2 separate regions of the Sus scrofa genome follow, and region 2 is linked to region 1. The links are chromatin contacts, called in public promoter capture Hi-C maps. All regions are on one chromosome and are shown on one strand. Each heading gives the region's core, a stretch centred on a gene start, on an enhancer-like site or on the middle of the called end of the contact. The rest is flanking DNA. Distances are from core to core; before and after follow the strand shown. Region 1 overlaps RAPGEF3 (rap guanine nucleotide exchange factor 3). Region 2 has its middle 13 kb from the start of HDAC7.

Evidence for each region. Promoter capture Hi-C pulls out the DNA fragments that hold promoters and counts their contacts.
Region 2: a contact with region 1 is called in a promoter capture Hi-C map of fetal liver, with 5 times the contacts expected there. The contact joins two enhancer-like sites. A contact is called at or near these places in 2 of 5 promoter capture datasets (fetal liver and liver), 13 of 47 Hi-C or Micro-C datasets (alveolar macrophages, blood, brain and 8 more) and 2 of 2 datasets of contacts at active chromatin or transcription factors (alveolar macrophages and skeletal muscle).

What each region holds. Positions count from the first base shown.
Region 1 is chr5:78,110,297-78,113,158 of Sscrofa11.1, forward strand. RAPGEF3 (rap guanine nucleotide exchange factor 3) reads right to left here. Exons shown (of 28, transcript XM_021092600.1): 16 at 2,555-2,594; 17 at 1-52. Among named protein-coding and RNA genes, the nearest start is that of ENDOU, 21 kb to the left of the region's middle. Within about 2 kb of position 1,460, at least 13 of the 83 cell types and tissues checked have an H3K27ac peak or open chromatin away from gene starts, as enhancers often do. A contact at or near this core is called in epiblast stem cells and fetal liver, where this site is marked.
Region 2 is chr5:78,198,025-78,200,886 of Sscrofa11.1, forward strand. No RefSeq gene overlaps it. Among named protein-coding and RNA genes, the nearest start is that of HDAC7, 13 kb to the left of the region's middle. Within about 2 kb of position 1,522, at least 29 of the 83 cell types and tissues checked have an H3K27ac peak or open chromatin away from gene starts, as enhancers often do. A contact at or near this core is called in epiblast stem cells and fetal liver, where this site is marked.

The sequences.
Region 1 (2,862 bases), core at 210-2,709:
TGCTGGGAAGGGGCTCGTCCTGGCTGGGGAGCCAAACAGGCATGTGCCGGGCCTGCAAAGGAGAGAAAGGAAGGCCTAGAGGACTCAGGAGAGCACTCAGGGACAGAGACCCTGTCGCCAGGAGCACGGGACCCACACAGCATACACACCACTCCCAGGCTCTGCTTGCCCCGTGTCAAGTAAGCTGCTGGGGACCAAGGCTCCAGGACAAGAGACAGAGCAGAGCTAAGAACAGTCTGCGCCCCTCCACGTGCGTGTCACCCCTCAGCCTATTAGGTCCAGAGCTGCTCTAATGTGAACACAGCTCAGCTGCTGACCCTGAGTTTTTCTTCCCTTTTCCTCCTTCTGCTACCACTTGCTATTTTCTCCGTGCCAGGCTAAGCGCGTGCTTATTGTAAGTATCTAAATATTTACCACAGCCCTTTGACAAAATACTATTATGACTCCCATTTTAGAGACAAGATCAATAAGGCTCAGAGAGGTTAAGTAACATACCTAAAGCAACACAGCTGCTAAGCGGCCCGGCTGGATTCCTAACCCGCTCCTCCCCTTCTCTGTGCTCTTGTCTACCTGCACTTGACTGTGTCAGCTGCCCTGTCGCCTCACAACCCTTCCTCGGAGCCCGCCCCCCCCAGGCGGGCCGATGGGGAGCCCCCGCTGGCCCAGGCCTCTCTCACACAGCGTCTCTGCCCACCAGCTCTTCTTCCAACTCTTGAACCGCCTCTTCCTCCTCCCAGCTCTGAAGCTGGCAGATCAGTTTGGCTCCCGGTCCACGGTTCTTCTCTAGATTTCCAAATCGTCTGCACACCCCTCAGAGCTGCTCCCAGCCTTGTGCACCCTCCCCCACCCCAGCATATGGAAGATTCTTGAAACCATATGAATTCTCCTCCAAACTCTGCCCTCAGATGCCCCTCGGACCCTCCTGTGTCTGCACTCCCACACCCCAAACTCCCCACACCCCTCAGATCCCCTCATCCTACCTCCCAGACTATTTTCAGGGGTTAGGGGCTCCTGCCGCACCCCCTCCCCCCACTGCCACTTCCCCACAAGTTCTGGGGTCTCCGTGTGCCCCCTCCCAGCCCAGGCCAAGCCGGGTTCACCTGCCCGTGTGTCCTCACCCCTTATCTACAGCACTGGCCCAGCTCATCCCCGCCACCCCCACTCCTGGGGCCTCCCTCCCACTCCCATCTGCCTGACCAGAGCTAGATTAAGCTTCCTATCCCAGCGTCAAGGCCGTCATTGTCTGCCGGATAATGGGCAGGCTCCTCAGCTGACCTATTCAAAACACAAATCCAGTCTTGTCAACCCTTGGCTCCAACACCTCCAAGGGCTCGCACTGCTCCAAGGAGAAAGGCCAGGCCCCTGACCACGGCCCACAGGCCCCCCAACACACACACACACACACACACACACACCAGCCCTGCCCGCCTCCCCCCTCCTCCAGGGCTCCTTCAAGAGGGCAGGCACCTCCACCTTCACGCCTGCCCTGCCCTCTCAGCCCTAGAGGCTACTTCCCCAGGACGCTCTCCCTGACCCCGAACCCCGACCCCGTCAGCCCTTCCCTTCCTGCCTCCAGAACAGCAGGTCCTTAGACAGCAGATCATTCTGCAGTTCTGTCTGTCCCCCACTTCCCTGCAAGCCCCTCGAGGCCAGGGGGGCTCTCCTGGCCCTGACCACCTCCTTGGCACCGAGTGCACGGCCCACCTGCAAGGGCGGTTCCCCCCTGGTCCCTGACTGGGGAGACCCCCCCCTCACCCGTGGAGCCGGTATTCTAGTGGGATGTACAGCTACTGACAGACAATAAGCAAGGAGACAAAGAAACAAAGAAAACAGTTCCAAGGGGGGAATGAATGGTTGGAGGAAGAGTCTCGGGACCGACTGGCAGGGAGCCAGTGGGGGAGGGGCTCGCACCGGGAGACGGGAGGGACCAGCAGGTGAGGGCGGGAGAGCCGGGAAGGAAGGAGCGTCACTACTTTGAGGAGCGGGGACTGGGACAGGGGGTGGGAGGAAGAGGCAGCTGGCGCCGCAGGCCCAGGTGACGCATCTGGATTTTATTCCCAACCCATGACGCCCCACAACCAGTGCCAGCCTACCTTCCCAGTTCTTTCCCCACCATTCCTCCAATCCCGGCTCCAGGGGATGCATTCATCCCCGACCCCCCTAGAGGGGGCTGCTTTCCTCTGGGCTCCCTGCACAGCCCCCCAGGGACCCCCCGGGCTTCAGAGGCCGCCTCCAAAGCACCACTCCTCACCTCCCAGACAGGAACTGCTCTCTGGCTCTAACTACAAGCTCCAATTACCTCCCAGGTGGAATAAAAGCCCCTGGGGTGGGGTGGGGGCAGGGGCGACCTTAGATCTCTGTGTCTCCCCGCAGGGCCTGGCCCCAGGGCCACAGGCAGCCAGGACTCTGTGATGGGAACACCTCTCCCAGACCCAAGGGAGTGCCTGTGCACAGGGGGTCTTCCCACACAGAGCCCTCTAGGTGGGGGGCTGCCGAAGGAGGAGGGAAAAGCTGGGGTCCAGCAGAGGGAAGGGGAGCCCACCGGGGCAGGTACCTTTATCTGAGGAGATGCGTTCCCACAGCCGTTTTCCAACCTGGGGAGCAAGTGAGAAGGGAGATGAGACCGTGGGCAGGACAACACGTGGGGTCAGAAAAAGAGAGGCTCGAGCTCTGGATTCCACCTGCCCTCACCCAGGCTCCGAGGGCTGCAGACTCGGGCGAGTAGCACCAGAGATGCACAAAACTTGAAGCCCGGCCCCTGGATTCGGTGATTTTCCCAGGCTGCCAGGGGAGGGAAAGCGAGCTCAAGGGAGGGCAGGCGCGCTGTGGGGGCAGGCAGGGCCGGTGAGGGTGCGCTCTCTC
Region 2 (2,862 bases), core at 272-2,771, 88 kb after region 1:
AACTCTACCTGGGCCCCCACCTACAGGCACCATCCGGCCGGGCAGCCTCCTGCCCCTCCCCCCTCAGCTCTCTTCCGACAACGACACGCTGGGGCCTTGAAATAACATATCTTTATTTATGCCATCATTTCCACATAATTTGCCTATGATTCATCTGTTGTCAAGAGGCATTAAAACCTCCAGCCTCAGCTCCCAGACACCCACCAGTCCCTGTCCCACCCCCTCCTGTGCCCCACCCCTCCCCTTCCCACAACTTCTTGCCCAGCTCTCGCCCCCCAAACTGGCATCCCCCAGTCTCAGCACCGCTTCCTCTGAAAGCGCCTCCACCCCCAGCTCTTCCCTAACTGGGACTTTTCTGGGGAGTGGGAGGCAGGGGCTGAGACAGCAAGTGGCCCGGCCCCTGTCCATCCACTTCCCCAGCCCAGACCCGGGCCTGGGGCGGGCACCGCTGATGCCAGATGACCTCACACAGGCGGGAAACGGGAAGAAGCTCCTCTGTGCCCAGGAGCAGGGAGCTCTGGAAGCCCGTTTTGGGACCCCCTCCTTCCTCAGGCTGGATCTTCCTGGTACCTGAAGGCTGGTCCCTGGCTCCCTCCCCCTCGTTCCGTTTCCACAGGGGTATAGAATTTCCACTGTGTGTGTGTGTGTGTGTGTGTGTGTGTGTGTGTTGGGGGATGGGAAGAGCAGCCTTCTCACACCCTCATGACCCAGTAAAGCTTTCGGCTTTGGGGGCCCCTCCCCAGACCTCCCCAGGGAGGTCTCGACGAGGCGGGGGAGGCAGGGGAGGAAGAGGGCAGGGGGCGAGGAGGGGGCTGCCGCGCGGGCTGGGCGAGGGGAGCTGCTGTGGTCGGGTTATCTGATGTGAGCAGCCAGGTGTGCTGGCTGGGGTGGGGGCGGGGAAGCGCAGCCCGAGACGGAGACGGAGGGAGGCAGAAACTGCAGACGCGGAGAGCCTGAAACAAGAAGGGCAGAGGCACGCCGAGGGGGCCCCCAGATGGCTCCCCCCAGAGACCAGCTTTCCGTCAGCCGCGCGGTGGGGGCCGTGTCCTCCCGGCGGCTCCCCCATCCTGGTCCCCATGTCCCCAGCTGCCAGAGAAGCAGGCAGCCTCCCCGCCCCCAGGGGGACAGAGGTGGGGCAGACAGGAGTGTGTGGAGGGGGCGAGGGTCCAGCCTGGTCGGAATCAGGGCAGTTGGAGACAGTTGAGGGTCTGTAATCTCGGTTGGGGGTTGACGGGTGGAGGCGGCTTTGCAGGAGGAGATAATGGGGCGGAGCAGAGCCCTGGCCGGGGGACCGGGGTGCCCCCGGTGGGGTGGGGGCCAGCCCTCCCTCTCCTTGGGTGGTTTGAGCAGGGCTGGGAGCACCGTTGGGGTCCTGCACAAAAAGGTTCCACCTGTGAGTCCTGACTGGTTCCCCCTCCTGTCCTGAGTCCGGATGTGTGTGCGTGGGGGTGGAGAGAGGAACCCAAAGAGGGTGATGACACTTCTAACAATGGAGCTAAGAGTCACCAGGCACTTTCTGCGTGCCAGGCACAAGTCTTAAGGCCATCATGTGCTCACTTGGTTCTCAAGACGCCTGTGAAGTAGGTACGACTGTTATCGACTGTTATCGTCACTCGGCAGCACAGAGACAGAGCAGGCTGCCAGCAGTCCCGCCGCCGGGAGTTCAAATCCTGCTCCCCCTCAAGGCTGCCTCTGCTGCTCTCACCTGCTGGCTTAGGTGTTACCTTCCTGTTACCTTCACAGAGACCCTGTCACCCTTCCTGGAGGGGGGGACCGGGGGACTCGGGCTCAGAGGGCTCAGGGCATTGACCCCAAGTTGCACAGCTGGTGAGATGCACTGTCAGGATTTGGGACGGCTTGCTCTCCTTCACCTTCTTGGCTGCTTCCCTCAAGGTCAGGAGCAGCGTGGAGAGGGGCTGGGCCAGCGTGGAGAGGGGCTGCTGGCCTGCGGTGGGGGCAGGCCCCTGGTGAGCATCTCAGAGAAACAACCACCAAGCAAACCAACGACGACCTGAACGGTCCTCTTCCAAGGCCACCCATATCCTGCCCCCTTCGGCTCCCCTCCCATCCACTCCTCCACCTCAAGGCCTTCCTGTAAACACAGCAGAAGGCAGGAGCCCCTTGGGGCGGGGTCCCTATCGGAGAGGAAGTGGGGCCGGCTTCTCTCCCACCCCCTTTATCACTTCTCCCCATCCCCACTTTATCACCCCAGGCTGTTCCACCCTCCCCTCCCTGCCCTTCCCCTGGGGCTCCAGAGCAGGAGAGGAGAAGAAATTTAAATCAGTGGAACTGGGGGTGGGGCTGGAGGAGACACCTGGGACACCGGGGGAGGGGCTTCCCTGTCCCTCCAACCTGGTCCTGCACACACAGGTGGGGGCGGGCCTTTGCGGCCCAGGCCTTTCTGTTGGGCTGCTTGCTCTACCTGGCCGGTCTGGTAGGCAAATGGAGAAACAAGAGCCAGGCTCAGACACAGTTGGGGCCCCTGCCCTTGCCTGGCCTCGCCCTGGCCTGGTGCTGGCGGCCACAGATGTTCACAGGATGTGTAATTACATGGAGTGGGGTCAGGGCCCTACAGGCCTTTCCCCCATGTAGGATTCTGAGTACAAGTGATGAGGGCTGTGGGAAGGCCTGTGGAGCTAAAGAAGGGACACCAGGCTGGGCATTATGTGCCTTCTCCATTTGTCACCAAGGTATAGATGCCTCAGCAGAGTTGTGCCCATGGCCTTCCCCGCTCCACAACCAGGACCTGGGAGGCTGTGCCTTTCTTCCCTGAGTCCAGCTCAGACAGAAGTTGCAGAACAATCCAGCTTGGAATTTGATACTTGATACACCCCTTCCTGCATCCCTTATATCAGATATCCC